Regions from separate parts of the Sus scrofa genome. Here all the other regions are linked to region 1. Evidence: chromatin contacts called from public Hi-C and promoter capture Hi-C data. All regions are on one chromosome and are shown on one strand. Each heading gives the region's core, a stretch centred on a gene start, on an enhancer-like site or on the middle of the called end of the contact. The rest is flanking DNA. Distances are from core to core; before and after follow the strand shown. Region 1 holds the start of AASDH (acyl-CoA synthetase family member 4). Region 2 holds the start of LOC100626988 (nitric oxide-associated protein 1). Region 3 holds the start of CEP135 (centrosomal protein of 135 kDa).

Region 1 (2,854 bases), core at 148-2,647:
CTCTGTTTGCAGATGAGTAACAATTGCCTATACTACATAATTATACTACGGGATTTTAACAAAAAGTCAGTCTACATTTTAAAAAATGCATTATTTCAAAGCAAAAACATATACAGCAGTTAACTGTCCACACAAAGACCACTAAAATTACTTGACAGCAAAGAAAAGGACAAGACTCTAAAATGAGTAAAATTACTTTAGAAAATGCCATTTTCATGACAAATTCCAACATTCCCCACAAATATCTACACAATTAAGATTTTTTTTTTTTTTTTTTTTTAGGGCCACACCTGTGTCATATGGAAGTTCCCAACCTAGGGGACACCACAGCCACAGCAAAGCAGGATCCCAGCAGCGTCTCTGACCTTCACCACAGCTCAGGGGCAACGCTGGATCCTTAACCCACTGAGCCAGGCCAGGCATCAGAACCATGTCCTCATGGATACTGTCTGGTTCATTACCCCTGAGCTACAACGGGAACTCCACAATTAAGATTTTTTAATTGCTAGTTTCCCACTGGATGCTACAGAGAATTAAGGCAACATCTATTCTTGTTGTCTTAAGTTTTTATTTTCATTAACTGAATCATAAATACATTCGCTCCAACAGAGAGTACTATACTTACTGGATGCCCAAACACTGGGACCATATAAGGAAAAAAAAAAGAACAAGCAAAATCTGATAAACAGATTATATGTGTAACAGGATCATTCAGTTTTAGGACAGCTGCTATTTTATTTACATCTGTAGAGGCTGATACTTAGTCATCAGAGGTCTTGGTGACTTTCCTAAATGGTGACTTACCATTTTAAAGATTGATAAATAATCTAAAAGCTTATTTTCCCGTATCCATCGGCTTTTTAATTTAGATTATGCGACTACGTTAACAGCAATGCACTTTATAGCCTCCAACAGATTTTTTTCAATTGCTTTCCAAAACCACGCCAGCAAGACGAGGTAGACATTTCCATGCGAAAGGAGCAGAAGGTCTAAGGCAGCAGACCGAAGAAAGCACAGGGCTCCAGGGCAGCCTGTGCACCACTCCATCCACCAGGCACCACTGATAAACGGCCGAGACCTGTCGGCGGCCCTGAACCTAAGCAAACTTGTGCGCAGCCAGCCCAGGTGCTGCCGCCCCACTCCTCCCTCACACACGTCCGCCTGGACACTGCCTCCCGCGGAAGTCCAGTCTGAAGGCCTAGCGGGGAGAGGTCAGCGGGAAGGGGGTGGCGACGAGGTCCCGACAGCACAGCCCCGACGCCAGTTCACGCACACAGACAAACCAGCGCCCCGGGGGGAAGAGCCGGCCCACCGCGCGGCCCGCAGGGTGCCGCACAGCGCGGGCTCTCGCAACAGCCTTCAGCGTCGCCTCGTGACGTCCTTCCGCGGCGCCTTGCTTACGTCATCGCGAGCGACCCGGGAAGGAAGCGTCGCCCCGCCCCGCCCCGCCTCGCCCCTTCCTGGAAGTGCCGGGCCAACCAGAGAAAAGAGTTGGTGTGGGTGTCGCCAGCTCCTCTCCTTTCAAGTTTCCGCTCTAGTATAGAGGCGTTGAGGGCAGCTTCCAGGGACTTTGGAGCTGACCTGCTTGGAGTTGCACCCTTTTGTGCTTGCCAAGAAACCTCAATTCCGGGCAGCTGCCTCCTCGTTTCTAAAGTGGGGATAAAGCTGTCCCGGGGGGTTGATGTGAAGAGCATTGAAACCAGAGTGAAATACGCAGGGGACTGGACTTCATCACTTGGACAAACAAAAAAAACCCTCCCCACATTGCGGAGACTGTGACTGTAGCAGTGAAGCCCGCAAACGAAGTCCCTAACATTCAGATGAATTTAAATAACAAAATTTCAGCTTTCACTAGGAGCTATTAAAAAGCAGGTTTGAGGGGGAGAGAGTAACTTGAGCCACAGGCCTGAATAAAAATCTATTTTAACGAAGGTGTTGTAATTGGAAGCATGCAAGTTAGTTATTTACAATGTCAAGAGAAATAATAGTAATTTTTCTAAGCTATTGTGCTGGTAGCAGAGAGGAAGCTGAAACTCAGTCCCCCTAAAACCGAGTTCCCTTATTGAGTATGATTAATCTCCTCGGTAACTTTATTCCCTTTCCTGTTCCCTCTGACCTCAATCCTGTAGTAACTGAACACTAGTCAACCAGTCAGATGACAAAGATCACTGTTGTTGATAACATCATTCATATACTAAAATCGCTGTTGTATATATTGTCATCACTAACACACAAACTTAGATTGTTTCTCCAGGGCAAGATGAGCTCACTGACCTGGATCACCTGGCCAGAGACTAAACCTGAGACAAATTGACTCCCAACTCAGCAGTAAGAAATGTGACAGAAATGGTGATTAATCCCATTTTCCTTGTTCTTCCCCCTTTAAAGCACCCCTCGCTTACAAACCAAGACTGGATCTAAGACCTGTCTCCCACTCCCTTGCTTGGCACCCTGCAAACAAACCCCTGCTGTTTTGTAAACACTCTCTGCCAGAGAGTTTGGCTTTGGCATTCTCCTGTGGTGCAGCAGGTTAAGGATCCAGCAGTGGCTTGGGTGGCTGCTGTGGCACTCCTGGCCAGAGAATTTCCACATTCTGGGAACCCAGGAACAACAACAGAGGGTGTGGCTCTCTGCTCTGATGGCACAGGAGCCCTTGCTCAGTTATAAATGATCAGGGTTCCGGCTTTGTTCTGCCTAGAGCACTGCAAAGGCAGCCTGGCTTCCATAATACCTGAAAAGGCACAGGGTTCTCTTCAACACAAGTGTCCTTCAGCATTGGTGGAAGGAGACTGTAGCAGCGGGTCAAGCAAGGAATACCTACCCTTGTTCATAAGAACTTCATGGGTCTTTGGTT
Region 2 (2,854 bases), core at 137-2,636, 440 kb after region 1:
CTCAGCAGTTAACGAATCTAACTAGCATCCACGAGAACAGGTTCAATCCCTGGCGTTGCTCAGTGGGTTAAGGAATAGGTGTTGCCGAAAGCTGTGGTGTAGACGCGGCTCAGATCTGAGCGACCCGGAGCTACAGCTCCGATTCAACCCCTCGCCTAGGAACTTGCATATACTGCGGGTGCGGCCCTAAAAAAGAGACGGAACTTATATTCTACAATGAAAAATCTGCTAAACCAGCACATTACAAGACAATTAAACAAACCAAAAAACCCTCAAAAAACGCTGGGACATGCTGAAGAAAATGGACTTGCCAGCGTTTGTGGCATCAACCAGGTAGACGTCGCCGCGGTAGCGCCAGGAGCGCTGGAGCGCGGAGATCAACTTTTTGACTCCATAGCCAGTCTTGGCGCTGATGAGCCGCACGTCCTTAAGCACCGCATGGGACCTGGCCGAGTGGTTCGCCTTATCCGCCCGGTCCCGCGGCTGCTTCCGGCCGGGGTGTTGGGACCTCCGGGAGCCAAGAGGCAGGAGACCGACGCGGGGGCAGTCGTCCCACAGCCGCTCCCGGATGCGCTGCCGGTATCCGGGGGCGTCCTGGGGCAGCAGGTCCACCTTGTTCCCCAGCACGATCAGCGCTTGGGGCCCACGAGCGCGGGCACGTTGGGCAGCAGGGCGTCGGGCAGATCAAGCAGGTCCACCTTGTACAGCACCAGCGCGGACTCCAGCCGCCGCAAGCGCAGGGCGCGCCGGTGGTGCACCAGCAGACAGCAGCGCTGGCACACTGTCCGCGCCAGCCCGCCCTTCGCCTGCGCCGCCGCGCGGAGGAACTTCTCGCTGGGCAGGTAGCCGGGCACGCCGGGGTCCTGGCGGTACAGCTCCGCCCCGCATCCCGAACAGTTCAGGCCGCTGGGTGCCACCGTCGGGTCCGGGTGCCCCACGACCGGCTGCGCCCGCTGCACCCGCCGAGCGGCCCGGAGCTTCTGCTGGCGCCGCTCCTCCCGCCGCTGCTGCATCTGTCGTTCGTTCTCTTCTTGCCGCTGCTGCACCTCTCGTAGCTGGTCTTGGCGGGTCGGTGCGGGCTCCGGCTCCGGGATGTACTTGGGGAACAGAAAACTCTCCTCTCTTCGCTGACCCCAGTCTCAGTCTGGCACGGAGGACGCCCACGGCCCAGGCCCCACGAGTGCTGGGATGAGAGGCTGACCACTCATCTCCTATCCAGGAGCGCGTCCCGGAGCCAAAGGCGCGCGGCCGTGGGAGAGGCTCCCTGCAGGAGGCCACACGGCAGCCTAGGAGCAAGGGTGGCAAGGGGCGGACCACCCCTTCGCGCGCGCACTGCGGCCCCAGCTGCGCGGTAAACGAGAAAAAGCCTGGGACGACCAGAGAGTTGTCATTGGTCAGCGTCGCCCTTCGGCTCCTCCTCCCTGGTCTCATCTCGTGAGATCTCGCGATGAAGCCTCTGATGCCGAGAACCCACCTAAAGCGAAGCTAAAGGCTTTGTAGGTGCGGGCTCCGCTGGGTTGGCCAGTTTGGGCAGCCAGTGAAGCTTTGCCTACTTCCGGGCTTCTTCAGCGCGCTGCCGCTGGTACTGTCTGCAGCTCGGAAATCTCATTTCTTCCTGTTTTTTGGCTATGTAACTGGCAAATATATAACACCTAAGGCCGTAAAATTATAACCACAAAGCCTTTTGTGATACATCCACTTGGGTTTTTTTCAGGTGTCATTATTAGTGGAATATTAAAAAAAACTTTATTATCTGGTTCCAAGACTGAGCGTAGCCGTAGTCATGTCTTCTGACCAGAGAAGTCTGAACCCACGATTTGCGCATGTGCAATTCTGGACGTTAGCAAATGCTTCACTCTTCGCGCAGGCGCACACAGTATGCGGCAGCCTCTTGGGCAGTGCAGGCCTGGGACGCAGGCGCAGACCTTAAGCGCCGTCCCCGTGGGCGGTGCTGGCTTGGAGCGCAAGCGCAGACCTTACTAGGCGCCCCCATGGGCGGTGCTGGCTTGGTACGCTAGCGCAGATCTTACGGGGAGTCTTAGTGGGCGGTGCTGGCGTGAGGTACAGGAAGTTTTGGGACCCCCAGACTGGGTTCATTTGTGTGGTGCTCAGGTCGTCGGTGGTCTTTTCTCCCTGTGCTTTTTTGGGTTCGCGTCTTGTGACCCACTTGTGGGTTTGTGTGACGCAGACGAGGGTAGGTGGCCCCTCAGAAACACCGCGGCGACCCGCTCGAGGGGGAAACGTGGGAGCCGGGCGAGTCGAGGGTTTGTGGCCTTCTCACCCGCCCGCCGCGCAGGGTCCCCAGGCGTTCCCCCCTCCGCCTTCCCCGGGCCGGGGACGAACCAGGGATTTGGAAGGTGGACCGGCGGGGAGCGCAGCATTTATGACATTTGTTGTCTCCACTGGCTGCTTCTGGATAAGTGACACCTCCCCGTTTTGGAAGAGCGGCCCCCCATGCGACCAGTACCGGTGTTTGGGGTTCATCTGAAGCAAAGGGCTCCTCGATTTCCCTTAAGGTCAGAGGTAGTGGATTTATTGAATAGTCGAATGTTTGAACGTCAGCTTGTGCCGGGCGATGTGCTAGGCTCTGCAAATACAGCTGGTGCAGAGAATACAGGGTGGGAGGGGGGATTGGGCTTGTTTGGCGTCCTTCACTCTGCTTTCCGCTTAAGTAAATTATCTTGAGAGATGACTTTTACATCTCCGTTTTCCACAAGGTGACACAGTTCTAGGAGGTGGTGTTTGCTTATTGAATAGGGCCAGTATCTTTTTTTTTACATGTATAATTTTTTACATGTAGAATTCCATATTTTCATTTTTTTTTTTCGGCTTTTGTCTTTTTAGGGCCACACCC
Region 3 (2,854 bases), core at 246-2,745, 390 kb before region 1:
TCTAAAGCCTTCCTCAGACTCTTTTCTTCTGGAGAGAGTCCTTGTTCAGATGTTTTATTTTGTTGGCTATCTTTGCATTAGATTTCCTCACTGTTTAGGGTTTGCAAGCTCATTGTCAGTGCAAAGTTTTTTCTTTTCCCTTTGCATCTGGCTCCCCCTCCTTCGGCTTATCAGTTTTGATGGTGGTCCCATCAGGTCTGCTCCACAATCAGGGCTCCTGTCTCAGGGTGATGTGGGGGACCTAGAGAGCCCAGATGAGGCTTGGTTTCTTTTTCTTTCTGCCTCCTCAGCCCACCCTCTCGCTCAAAGCCAGGACCTGAGTGCTGAGCAGCAATAATTCTGTGTGCCAGAGGAACCAGGGCCCTGACCTCAGGCCTTGCGGCCCAGCAGTGCGCCTGCACTGGTCTTCCGTGACATCTGGAGCAAAACTGGACTGCAACTTCAGTGTCCCACTCATCTTTTAAATTTCTTTGATTTTAGTTTTTGTATTTTCTAATGGCTATGTGTTTGGGACAAAGGGAAGCCAAAGAGTCTTCTGGACTGGGTGACTGTTGCATAGTCATTTGCTATGATATTTATTTATGGCTCCCTATTTTCAAAAAAGATATTTGTTGCTAGGCAACAAAAAAGTCTTTAACTGTACGTGTTCAAGACTACAAAAGCCATCCACGGAGCCTCATTGCCTCCTAGAAATTCCATAAAACAGCTTATTGAAGGATGTGGGAAGAGGGACAGGGCTCCCTGCGGAAACGGTTAAAGCGATATATGAATGCGTACAAAGTTATTCACGGCCCACAGAGCAATTAGGTGAGATATATATACACAAGGATTAAGTGCATCTTCAAAATGGATGCCCTGCTTGGGAGAAGAGTAAACAGGAGGCGATGAACGCCTCTCTGATCATCTAGAAGTTTCCACGCGACAAATGGAATTCCAATATCCGACCATGCATTTTCTCAATGTGAACAGGTTCTCTATAGCCAGTTGATTTACATTTGATTCCATTCTCGAATGTTTCTTGCGGTTGGTGCTAGAGAAACAGCTGAGTGAAATAAACTGACTCCAGGAATGCGCAGTAGGGGGCGGCAGAGGTAAACATACAAAGACAATGACGTTTGACAGAGGAGCTCTAACTCAAGAACTCAAACGCAATGATGTTATGCTCATCATAACGGGATGAGTATAATATTGGGATCTGGACATCTGTAAGAGGCCGGGGGTGCGGGAGCAAAGTTAGTTAACTGCGTTGGGTGGTTGTCAGGGAAAGTTGCACAGACAACCGGGTACTTCGGCTGAGTTCACGTGGGGAGCAGGCGTCCCCGGAGGGTGAAGGCTAACCGGCTGCAGGGACCAGGGCTGCACAGGCTCTAACCCAGCGCCCCGAAGGTCAAGGAAGTTCAAGGCAACGACAGGCGCAGCCTGGACGACGGCCGCCGCGGTGGTTCCGGCTCCCGCCGCCAGAAGGCGCCGCAGCGCCGCACCTTCCAGGCCCGTTCGTTTCCGGGCCTGGGCCCGGCGCCGCCATCAGAATCGGGCGCGTCCCCGCCGCGCGCGGCGACCCGTCTTCCGCTCCCGTTACCGAGGCAACCGCTGCGCCTACTCCGCGCCGGTCGCGATAGTCCGTCCGTGCCATTTTCAAACTGTCCCAGCGCCGGAGCCGGTGTCCGCGGCGGCGGAAGCCAGCGAGCGAGGCAGGCGCAGGGGATGCGACCGCGAGCGGAGGGAGCGGCAGCCGGGGCGGCGGGTGAGCACGGACCGGGCGGGCGGCGCGGTGGGGGAGGAAGTGGGGCCCGGGCGGGGACTCTGGCGCCGCGGCCGCCCGCTGGCGGGAGCCGTGCGGGGAGCGGGTTCGGGCTGCGGACCTGGCTCCGCCGCTGCGCTCGCGGCAGCCTCCACCGGCCCCGCGCAGCCGCTGCTGCTGGCCGGTTGCTCGAGGTGGGAGCGCCCTCTTCCCAGCTGGTCCCTCGGCGCTTGGTAAACGCAGACAGGCCCGAGCGCAGGCCGAGCCTTGGCGGCGACCTCCGCCCGTTTGCGGCTCTCAGGGAAGGACCCGGTTCGGTTCGGGCCTGGGCGTAGACACGTCCCGGGCCTCTGGGAAAACGCGCCGCGCTGGCTCCGGGTGGTGGTGAGCGCGCGTGGAGCGCCGAGCCTCCGCGCCTGTTGTCCTGCAGGGAGCTGAGTACAGACGCTCCTGGAGCGGGGGTGGGGAACGTTGGTACCAGCTTTTTGTCCTTCTTGGAAGGATTTTAATCTTTCATCTCTCTTGTGTGTTGATGAGTGTTTTGATTCGTACTCCTGCTTCTCTATCTTAGAAGGATGTGAGCAGGTAGTATTTCTGGGTAACCAAAGTCGGTGCCAGACAAGGAGAAATGTTTGGATGGCGAGGTCCTGCTGGTTCTGGGTTTTTTTATTTTTATTCTCTTGCTTTTTAGGGCCGCACCCCTTGAATGTGGAAGTTCCCAGGCTAGGCGTCAAATTGGAGCCACAGCTGCCTGTCTGCACCACAGCCACAGCAATGCAGGATCCAATCCCTGTCTGTGACGTGCACCACAGCTCAGGCAACGATGGATCCTTTTTTTTGTCTTTTTGCCTTTTCTAGGGCCACTTGCTGCGGCATATGGAGGTTCCCAGGCTAGGGGTTCAATCGGAGCTGTATTCGCCAGCCTACGCCAGAGCCACAGAAACGCAGGATCCCAGCCGCATCTGCGATCTACACCACAGCTCAGGGCAACACTGGATCCTTAACCCACTGAGCAAGGTCAGGGATTGAACCCACAGCTTCATGGTTCCTAGTCGAATTCGTTAACCACTGCGCTAAGACGGGAACTCCGATGGATCCTTAATCCAATGAGCG

Evidence for each region. Promoter capture Hi-C pulls out the DNA fragments that hold promoters and counts their contacts. A called contact is a pair of places that touch in the nucleus more often than the background predicts.
Region 2: a Hi-C map of liver shows a contact between it and region 1, with 8 times the contacts expected there. The contact joins the promoter of LOC100626988 here to the promoter of AASDH in region 1. A contact is called at or near these places in 3 of 47 Hi-C or Micro-C datasets (heart right ventricle and liver) and 1 of 2 datasets of contacts at active chromatin or transcription factors (alveolar macrophages).
Region 3: a contact with region 1 is called in a promoter capture Hi-C map of fetal liver, with 5 times the contacts expected there. The contact joins the promoter of CEP135 here to the promoter of AASDH in region 1. A contact is called at or near these places in 2 of 5 promoter capture datasets (fetal liver and fetal skeletal muscle), 1 of 47 Hi-C or Micro-C datasets (embryonic fibroblasts) and 1 of 2 datasets of contacts at active chromatin or transcription factors (alveolar macrophages).

Annotation. Positions count from the first base shown.
Region 1 is chr8:55,644,124-55,646,977 of Sscrofa11.1, forward strand. It overlaps AASDH (acyl-CoA synthetase family member 4), which reads right to left and starts at 1,398. Exons shown (of 15, transcript XM_021101363.1): 1 at 291-1,398. The coding sequence starts at 299.
Region 2 is chr8:56,082,496-56,085,349 of Sscrofa11.1, forward strand. It overlaps LOC100626988 (nitric oxide-associated protein 1), which reads right to left and starts at 1,387. Exons shown (of 4, transcript XM_013978717.2): 1 at 1,138-1,387; 2 at 638-1,135; 3 at 1-635. The coding sequence starts at 1,387. The coding sequence ends at 253. The region is part of intron 1 of LOC100621006 (RE1-silencing transcription factor-like); the gene reads left to right.
Region 3 is chr8:55,249,407-55,252,260 of Sscrofa11.1, forward strand. It overlaps CEP135 (centrosomal protein of 135 kDa), which reads left to right and starts at 1,496. Exons shown (of 26, transcript XM_021101350.1): 1 at 1,496-1,744.